2 separate regions of the Hordeum vulgare genome follow, and region 2 is linked to region 1. The links are chromatin contacts, called in public Hi-C maps. All regions are on one chromosome and are shown on one strand. Each heading gives the region's core, a stretch centred on a gene start, on an enhancer-like site or on the middle of the called end of the contact. The rest is flanking DNA. Distances are from core to core; before and after follow the strand shown.

The links. Hi-C and Micro-C count contacts between places; a contact is called where the count stands out from the background.
Region 2: a contact with region 1 is called in a Hi-C map of seedling, with 4 times the contacts expected there. The contact joins the enhancer-like site here to the promoter of LOC123448446 in region 1. A contact is called at or near these places in 2 of 6 Hi-C or Micro-C datasets (leaf and seedling).

What each region holds. Positions count from the first base shown.
Region 1 is chr4H:236,898,994-236,904,275 of MorexV3_pseudomolecules_assembly, reverse strand. It overlaps LOC123448446 (U4/U6 small nuclear ribonucleoprotein PRP4-like protein), which reads left to right and starts at 2,373. Exons shown (of 5, transcript XM_045125340.1): 1 at 2,373-3,132; 2 at 4,440-4,893; 3 at 5,014-5,211. The coding sequence starts at 2,447.
Region 2 is chr4H:237,453,064-237,458,345 of MorexV3_pseudomolecules_assembly, reverse strand. No RefSeq gene overlaps it. Among protein-coding and RNA genes, the nearest start is that of LOC123446345, 150 kb to the right of the region's middle. Within about 2 kb of position 2,920, at least 3 of the 3 cell types and tissues checked have open chromatin away from gene starts, as enhancers often do. A contact at or near this core is called in leaf and seedling, where this site is marked.

The sequences.
Region 1 (5,282 bases), core at 1,124-3,623:
CCGCATGTGGTCTAGGAGATGGCGCCGAGGTGCAACTTTTTGGTGATGGTGTCAATGAGAGGGGGAAGATGATGATTTTATGATGTAAACTATTAAACCATGCATCAATGATTGTCATTTGGTAGTTTGTTTAGAGGTTAATTGTGTTCTTGTAGTCATAAATTGTGAGATGTCAAATGATAGATTTAGGCCCTGTTTGTTTCAGAAGTCCAGGGACTTTTTTTAGTCTCAACTTAAAAGTTCCTAGTCCCTACCCGTTTGTTTTCAAGGACTAAATAGGGACTAGAGGTCATTAAATAACATGCAAAAAGACCATGTTACCCTTAGTAATGTAGTAGTAGTTATTAAATGACATGCTAAAAGCAAGGGCATTGTTGGAAAAAGTGCCAAAAAAGTTCCAAAAAGACCCTCCCATAGAGACTTCTCCAAATAGTCTCAAATACCCCCTTTTAGCCCTAAAAGTCCCTCCTGTTTGTTTCATATGGGACTTTTTTTAGTCCTTACACCAAAAAGTCTCTGAAAACAAACACCCGCTTAAAGGTTGGGGTTGAGGCAAAAACTAAAACCTTCAAACTCAATTCTTAAAGCAACTCCTGTTTCTCAACCCTTAAAAGTGTCAAAAACTGACACTTCTCGACCCTTAAAACTCCTTCAAGGGTTCGAGGGTTCTACGCTCTAAGAGCATCTCTAGTAGAACCCTCAAAACCTTAAATCTAAAACCAGTTTTAAGGGTTGAGAATTGGTCATTTTTGACACTTTTAAGGGTTGAAAAACAGGGGCAAAGACTAGAACCCTCAAACCCAACCCTTATAACGGAATATTCCGTTATAAGGGTTGGGTTTGAGGGTTCTAGTCTTTGCCCCAACCCCAACCCTTAAAACTGTTATTTCATATATCACACATTTCATCATATGACATATCACAAATTCAATCACATTTGACATAAAACAATAATCATTCTAGTTATTATTACACCACCGAATAAAACAATAATCATTCAAATTATTACAACAATGTTTGAGCAAATTACAACAATTGATCGAATCAAATAGGACATAGAAAAGTAAAACAACGATGTGCTTGAAGAAAAGCATGGATCTTAGTTCTATATTGGATTATTGAATGCATTTGGTAAAACTAGCTAAGCACAAGTATGACTTCCTAATTACACTGCAGTTTATCGATGTAATCATGCTATAAGAAAATCGATGCAATTCCACTGTGAATGGGCAAGAAACATAAGGCAGGAACTCACAGGAATGGTTATTCTCCTGTCATGGAATGCAACATCATCTAGCAAGAATTTGACAGCCTCACATCCAAATACTCCACCTAAAATTATAACCGGCCTATCCAACGAATGACGTCTGTGCACTATATGATTTCACCATCACAATTCATTTTGGACATGTATAGGCTGTGAACTAACCATCCAACAGGGCCCGTCTCTCCAACGGAAACTTGCTGCCACTTAAATCTGCATCGCTGCGGCCGCCTCGACGAGCTGGAACCGGGTGACGAGCGGGAGCGCCTCCGTCTGCATCGCTGCAACCAGACCAGACCCCCACACAGTGAGCAAGCAAGCAAGCATAGCGCCAGGAGCGGCAGGGAGGGAAAAGCGCACGCACCTATGACGACGAGGACCTTGGAGATGGCGCCGGCTGCGGAGGCCTCGGCGGAGGCGGCAGCCGGCTCTTCGGAGGACGGCGGCGCCATGGCCGGAGGGGCGGGGCTTCGGCGGAGGGCCGGCCAGCGGCGACGGAGGGGAGGCCGGGGCTGCGGAGGGCCGGCCGGGGCGGCGGCGCTGCGGAGGGCCGGCGGGGACGGGGCGGCGCTGCGGAGGGCGGCCGGGGCTGCGGAGGGCGGGGCGGAGGCGCTGCGGAGGGCCGGCGTGGACGGGCTGCGGAGGGCGGGGCGGCGGTGGGACGGTCGTGGCGGCGGGGGCGGGGCGTGGCGGCGGAGGGACGGCCGCGCGATGCGGACGGGGCAGGCGGCGGAGGGCGGGCCGTCGGCGGCAGAGGGCGGCCGGGGCGGGGCGCAGGCGGCGGAGGGCGGCCGGGGCGGGGCGCAGGCGGCGGAGGGCGGGGCGGCGGCGGCGGCGCTGCGGAGGGAGGGAAGGAAGCTGAAACTTCCTCCCGCGCTCGCGAGGAAATGGAGTGCAGGTTGGGGGAGAAACTCCCCCCAACCCTCACTTCTACAGGCTGCGATGGCGTTTGAGGGTCGGACCTCTAAAAGTATTTACGGGTTTAAGGGTTCTAGTCTACGCCGTTTTTCGGACGAAAACTGTAAAAAAAACGGTTATTTTTAAGGGTTAGGGGTTTGAGGGTTCTACTAGACATGATCTAAGCAAAAGAAACATCTCCCTCTGTGTCTCGGCCGCTCCCGTTTGCCACCACCGCCGCCTCGCAGCTTCAAACCCTAGTGCCAATTCTCAAACCCCAGCGTAATGTCCATGGAGAACCCCAGGCCCCTCCCCCCTCCCATGGCTCCCCTCCCCGTCCACCCACCCATCGCCCCCATCCCCATCCCCGTCCCACCCTCCACATCCGCCGCTGCCGACGATGACGAGGCCGGCTACGAGGTCTCCGACGACCACCGCGCCGCGCGGGAGCGCCACGAGCGCGCCGTACAGGAGCTCCTGCAGCGCCGACGCGCCTACGCCATGGCCGTGCCCACCAACGACTCCGCCGTGCGCACGCGCCTCCGCCGTCTCAGCGAGCCCATCACGCTCTTCGGCGAGCGCGAGATGGAGCGCCGTGACCGCCTACGCGCACTCATGGTCCGCCTCGAGGCGGACGCCCAGTTCGACCGCCTCCTCCGCGCGCAGGAGGACGAGCAAGGAGCCCCGGACGACGACGACACGGAGCAGATCCAGTACCCCTTCTTCACCGAGGGTACCAACCAACTGCTCCAGGCGCGCCTTGACATAGCTATGTACTCACTGCCCCGCGCTAAGGCCAGAGTCGACAGGGCCAAGCGCCGCCTCGCTGATCCCGATGAGGACCCCGAGGCAGAGGCGGGCCTTGTTGTCAAGCAGGCGGGGGACTTCGTGCTTGAGTGCAGCGAGGTTGGAGATGACCGCCCGCTCACCGGCTGCTCCTTCTCTGGCGATGCCTCAATGCTCGCCACAAGGTACGTCTTCAAAATAACCGATACCTGAAAATGCATTGTTTGCTTGTGTATCAGACGAATAGTGAGGAATGCTTGCCTAAAGCTGCACGCCACTTCATTATAATGTAATCTTATTTCGGCTCGCTCAGTTCTTAATTTCGGGTTGGCTTAACTGCTGGCTATTGCGATTGAGCATATATAGTCTGGCGAGTAAGATTTCTTAAATGTTAGGTTTTCAATGACTGAAAACAATCTGAATCGGTGCTTATCATAACAGATTCCCACGTTTCTTCAATTTTTTGTGCATTTATCCATACACATTTGCCTGAGCATTTCATCAGTGATAACTGCAAACTGCTTTCGTAGCGAGCCAGGTTTAGCTTGCACACATTTAAAAATTGCAGTTTTACTTCACCATGTAGAGATATGGGATGAATTTGATGCCATTGTAACAAAATGTTGGTATATGATGGTTTTCTTAGCTAAATTAATGTCAGTCGTTTTTTATTAGTATAACTAGAAATTTTAGGGCCAGTTTGGTTCGATACCTGGCCTTCGTGCCTGCTGGGTAAAACTGAAGCCTGGTGTGCGCCTGATCCAACGAATCTTGCCTGATGAGGCTAGCTTGTGGGGGTGACTTGTTTTGTATGCGTCCTGGTCTGGATCGCTATTATAAGCCTATAAACTATTGATGGGCCATGCTTTCATTACACAACACGCAAGAAAATTCTAAATTAGTGCCCAGGCGTGAGCCCAGGCGACCTTTTCCCGATGCCTGGTCCAGGCTAATGTTGCTGCCTGGTGCTTCAGCAGGCTAATCACGTCCCAGGCAAGACTAGTGTTCACTTTTTGACGATATCAACCAAACATACTCCAGGCAAGTCCACGGGAAGTTTCAGGCCAGGCAATTTTTCACCAGGTCTTCAACCAAACAAGCCCTTAGTGTTCAATTTGACAGCACTGTCAAGAAGTCAGGGCCAGATTTCTTCTTTTCCTGGTAGACAAAGGTTGGCATCCTGCATATTAGTTAGGCCCATTTTAGGTGGACTGATGTCTTGGCAATGTGTGGAGCATTTATCCTAGCAGCACTGAATGCATCTCCATTACGCTCAGATTATAAATATTTAATTGGATTTGACAAATTGTGAGAGTTCTTGCTCACACTCACACTCACACCAAATAAGACCGGTACATGTAAGACGCACAACTGAGTCTATGTTAGTATTTCATTGTTAGCAATGACACATGCAATTAGTTGTTTGTCAACACCTAATGTCCTTTTCTTCCTTTCTAGTAAAAATAACTATTTGTTCCTCTTGGTTCTGCAGTTCATGGAGTGGGATCATCAAAGTATGGAGCATGCCACAGATAACTAAAATTGCAACCCTGAAAGGACATAGAGAACGTGCAACTGATGTTGCCTTCTCTCCAGTTGATAACTGCTTAGCGACAGCCTCAGCTGATAAAACTGCCAAATTATGGAACAGCGATGGGTCACTCCTAATGTCTTTTGATGGTCACCTGGATCGTCTTGCTCGCGTTGCTTTTCATCCATCTGGAAAGTACCTTGGTACAGCTAGCTTTGACAAGACCTGGAGATTGTGGGACATCAATACTGGAACTGAACTTCTACTCCAAGAGGGACATAGCAGAAGTGTATATGGTGTTAGCTTTCATCCAGATGGTTCTTTAGCTGCATCTTGTGGGCTTGATGCGAATGCTCGAGTTTGGGATCTAAGGTCAGGAAGATTGTACTGTACCCTCATTGGGCATGTGAAACCTGTAAGTTAACAGCATGGATACTTCTCAAGTGCCTTACCTGCTCTGCGGTCTTATGTATCTGATTATTTGTTGTGGAATATTTTTCCTTTTTATAACTGACATGATTCTATTCTCTGTCAGGTCCTAGGAGTCAGCTTCTCCCCTAATGGTCATCTAGTTGCAACTGCAAGTGAAGACAATTTCTGTCGAATATGGGATTTGAGGACCAGACAAATGTTGTATTCTATACCGGCGCATAAGAGTCTTATCTCGTATGTGAAATTTGAACCCCAGGAGGGTTATTATTTAGCGACATCTTCCTATGACACTAAAGCAGCGGTATGTTTCATATGTGATTTTGGATCAATTTACCCCCCCCCCCCCCCCCTATTTAGTTCACTCATGTTAAA
Region 2 (5,282 bases), core at 1,671-4,170, 550 kb before region 1:
GCGATCCACGACGGTGTGGGCGGGGACGGAACACGGACGGACCGCCAAAGCTACAAAAAACTTGAGGAAAATGCAGCTTGGACAAGGAGCTTCGAGAGGAGAAAGCTTAAGTGTGGCTTGGGCATTTCATCGAACACCACATATGCATACGAGGTTAGCTAGTGTACCACAAAGCTCTTCCACGGCAGGCCAAAAAAACAGAGCAGTGCACTGCTTTGCTCGCGGGCAGGGGGTATATATAGGCCAAGCATTGGTCTCAGATTGTGGATGAAACCGAGACTAAAGTTCAACATAGGGTCCCGGTTTCAGTCAAAAACCGGGACTAATGGTTGTGGGTCCGGAGCGAGGCACATTGGTCCCGGTTCGTGTCTGGAACCGGGACCAAAGGGGCAGACGAACCGGGACCAATGGTCCACGAAGCCCGGCCGGCGCCCTGACCTCACGAATCGGGACCGATGCCCCCATTGGTCCCGGTTCGTAAGTGAATCCACACTAATGGGATTTCATCGAGTGGACCAAAGCCTTCTTTTATACTAGTCTGGTGCTGTGGAGCGCAGCCTGCAGCGATTGCATGTCCCACGGCTGCGGCGGCGGCGCGGTGGAGGAACTGGCGCCCAGGGAACCGTAGATGGGAGGTAGGCTGCCAGGAGCGTCGTACCCTGGCAAAAGCACGCCGGGCGTGCCGTAACCATACGGAGCCGGGGGCGCGAACATGGCGTGTTGGTGGGGCGTGCCGGGGCGAGGTGCCGAGGGCGCGCCACAGCATGGGCCAGGCCTGGACGAGGCCCGTCCAAGAGTTTGCGCTGGGAGCCGGCAAGGCGCCGGAGGCGTTGGCGAGGCAGAGGTGGTGCTGTTGCCACGACCGCGGCGACGCTGTCCACGGTCACGGCCACGCGTGTTGTCGGTGGCGGGTGTTGGGGAAGGCGGCGCCAGAGTCGAAGGAGAGCCGCGCCTAGCGAAGAGAGCATGCACAGACTGTTGGCGAGCCGCTGCTCAGCACGGTGCTCCTCAAACAGAAGGAAGGAGCGCACTTGGAGGAATGACGGGAGCGGGACCTGACAGGTGATGTGCGGGATGATAGAATGGAACTGGAGGTTGAGACCGCAGAGAAGATGAAAGACCTGACGCGATTCGGTCACCGGCTGGCCCAGATGGCGGAGTTGATCGACGAAGGTCTTGAGCTTGGTGCAGTACTGCATCACCGTCATGTCGCCCTCAACGACAGCGTGATACTTGGCGTCGATGTACACTACACGACTGAGCTGGTTGTTGTGGAAGAGCTCGTCGACGACGATCCACACAGTGAGGGCCGTGTCCTCGGGGTGCATGACTGCATCCAGAAGCTCCAGCGACATGGTGGCGTAGAGCCAATGGATGAAAGTGTGATCCGCCATCTGCCACTCGGGATCGTCGGGGCGAGGGACCGCCACGGCGTCGACTAGAGCACGAAAACTGAACATGCCGATCGCCGTGTCGAAATGGCGCCGCCATTGAGAGTAGTTGCCGGCCAGGAGGTCAAACACGACGGGAACTTGGCGGCGGATGTCGGCGGTTTGAGGGCTGTGGAGGGAACAGAGGGAGGTGGCGTGACCAGCACGACGGAGGCGGCCGGTGCGAGGTGCTCGAGGGGTTCCGCGGCCAGGACGTCGGCTGCGTCAGCAAGGACACCAGCAGCACCGTCGATAAAGGATTGAGGAGAGAGGACGGGGTTCTCGTCCATGGTGGAAGCGGAAGCAAGATCGGGGGCCTGCACGAAGGAATTGTGCAGGCCGGTGGTGTGTGATAACATGTTTGCGCAGGGGAGAAGATGAGACTCAACACACATCGTTATGCTCAAGGCTGGGGGGTAAATATAGGCTGCTGGCTCAGCCGAGCAGGATCGTGGGTGTGCCACTACCACCGGACGTCCAACACTACCTAGTACAACTGCTGCACGATCATAACTACAGTATGGCTGACTATACAAGAGCGCATACGGTATAACCACCTAGTCTAACACAACCAACGAGCCCTCCCGATCCATCCCATCGCCCATGCCCGAGCGCACGCGGCCGCAGCAGCCATCCGCCGCGAAGCTTGACTCCATGGTCTTCCTCGTCGTTGTCCAGCCAGCACGTCGAGCCTTGCCGGAGCTCCTCCATGCCGCGGTAGGATCTCCAGAGTCTGCCATCTTCCCCTGCTTCGCTTCACCTGTTTTTCCTCCCTGAATTTTCTCTCTGTCTCTCTTTCTGCAGGCGACGGCAGCCGAGCCGGAGGCCTCGCAACCGAGCCTCCTCGCTCTCCTCGTAGGACCGGCCGCCGCCGGTTAGCGAACCAGCAGGCCAGGACCCCGGGTCCCTCCGGTCCCCTTCCCCTCGTTTCCCTCTCCATCTGCTCTCTCCCTCGTCTCGTCTCTCTCTCATGTGTTTTGTTCAGGAGTTCAGAACCGGACGCCGCAGCAATGGAGCCAGCCATGGAAGCACTTCGAGTCGCTGACCTTTGTCGCCTCCGACCAATAGCACGTCGACCGGAGCCGCGCCCTACTCTGCTCCTCCTTCCCGCGCTCTTCCTCTCCCTCCTCTGTGTCTCGCTCTCCCTCTCGCTCGTGCAGGAACAGCCCCGCATGGCCGCCGGCCATTGGAGCCGCCGCCGCAGCAGCCTCGAGCTCGGAGGCTGCCCCGTGCCTCCGCTATCGGGAATGGATGCCCCAGCCCTGGATCAGCTCGTCCTTGCTCTGGGTCTGGACTGCCTCGCCCTGGAGCCGCCGACCGTGGCTTTGTTCCTCGCATCGCGTAGCTGCACCTGCATTTCAAGCGATCAGTTTTCAGTTTGTTCAGTTAGTGACAGGGTAATGTTCATCTAGGTCAAGATCTTTTAGCTATCAGTGTTGCTTCGTGCCCCAGCTGGTTAATGAGGAGCGCCAGTATCTGATAGGTCCTGTGTTCTATTCCCATGAGACCCATGTTTTTGTTCAAGCCCTGTATTTCTTTTGCACACGCACTAGCCCACCTCATTCAGGCCAGATCGTCGTGGCCAGGGTGCTGCAAACCGGCCCAAATCAATTTTTTTGGGCTATGCGAATTTATGAAAACCGGCCCAAATCAATTTTTTTGGGCTATACGAATTTATGCAAATAAATGTCACCTTGTTATTCTACACATTTTTTCTTCATATTTTTAGAAAAAACATCATTTTAAACACACTAATAGAGAATTAACCGGGCATCGGATTAATATGATTTGAACATGTAAAATGCCTAGATTTTATGTAGTTTAATATTTTTCAACTTTCATACATGTTAAAAATATTTAAATGTGTTGTTTGCTTTAATTTACATTAATTGCCATGTTAAAACGTTTTCTCTCATAGCTAATTAACCGTAGCTTTGATTAAAATGTTCCCCATAAGTAACTTACCTAGAAAAATGTGTAGAATAACAAGGTGACATTTATTTTGTTGTTTAATAAATATAAAACATGTTTAGTTCAGATCTGGACCAATTTCTAAAGTAACACATAGGGGGTCATTTCGGAAATGTTATAAGTTGTTTCCGACCTCATTTAAAATGCCTACATAGATAGTTTATATAGTTTCACCTCTTGCAATATTTAGCAACATTTAATATTGTCGTGTACCTAACAGGAGTGAACTAAATATATGAATGTGGGGTTTTGTCAATATGCAACTCGTTGCATATTGAGCTTCATTTAATGTGTACTAATAAATTGTTGTGCTTTGTCGTGTCATGCATAATTAAACCGGACATTCATCATATGTGTTTATGCATCTTGTCATCAATATGTGTGGTGTTATCGCGTGTTGATTCTTGTGTCCGGATTGCTTCTTCTCGATAGAGTTCCGCAAGTATGTCAGAATGTGAGGATTCGCTCGACAACGTCGGTTCGTCTTCTTCACGGATTCGTTTTTCTTCCAAGCGGGATCACAGGCAAGATGACCATTTTCCTATATACCATTACTATCATTGCCATGCTAGTTGTCTCGTTTCTTTCGCTATGTTTCGCTGCCTACCACTTAAATGTCAGCCTCCCAACACTGCCAGGAAAAGCCTCTAACCTTTCCACAACCCAGCAAACCATTGTTTGGCTATGTTACCGCTTGCTCAGCCTCTTGATAGCGTTGCTAGTTGCAGGTGAAGTTGCTTCGATGTGAAAACATGGGTTTCTTTTATATCACCACACTATTGCTAATTAATTTAATGCACCTATATACTTGATAAAAGGTGGAAGGCCTGACCTTCTAGCCTGGTGTTTTGTTCCATAATTGCCGCCTTAGTTTCGGCTACTGGTGTTATGTTCCATAAATGAGCGCTCCTAACATGCTTGGGGTTGTTATGTAGACCCAACATTGGTACTACATTTCCCCAACATAATAATACTAAAAAACATAGGGCGTCATGCACCGAGGAGTAATTCAACATAATACAGGGGGCAGTGCTGCTGGTGCTGGTCCAAAACTAGAGCACCATGCGGGGCCAACCCGGGGCAACTTGGAGATGTCTATTAGGCCACCGTACGCTTCACTTATCCGTCAGGTCTGGAGAATGAGATACGCGGCTCCTATCGGGATCGTCGACACGCCGGGCGTCCTTGCTGTATTTGTTTTACCTTTGTCGAATGTCTTATGCGAGGGATTCCGAGGATGCTTTGGGCTATCTCGAGGTTGAGGTTTTTCAATAGGAACCTGAGGAGATCACGGGTTTTCCGTGGTTGAGGTCATTTCGGCACAGCGTGTGGTAGTTTGTGATGGACTAGTTGGAGCACCCTTGCAGGGTTAAATCTTTCAGAAAGCCGTGCCCGCAGATATGTGGCAAACTTGGAAACTTTGTTTAATAGACGGTTCTAGATAACTTGAAGTAAATGTAATTGAAATATGCCAACTATGTGTGTAACTGTGACTGTATCTTCTCGTGAGTTCTGTATCCGGAAGAGGACAAGATGGGGTTATGTTTGACGTAAGTAGGTGTTTACGATCATTCATTTGATCATTATTAGTTCACGTGTGCTATGCATAGATCATCCCCCCTTCTATTCTTGTACTCGTAAGTTAGCCACTCAAACAAATGCTTAGTTGCTTGCTGCAACCTCACCACTTAACCATACCTCACCCATGAAACTTTGCTTGTCTTGATACATTTGAAACTATGATTGTTGAGTCCGTGTGGCTGACAGATTACCACAACAATAGTTGTAGGTACAGGTAAAGTGATACTTTGACGTGACCGCGATGGTTGTTCTATTTGGAGTTTCCTTCTTCTTCTTCTTCTTCTTCTTCTTCTTCTTCGA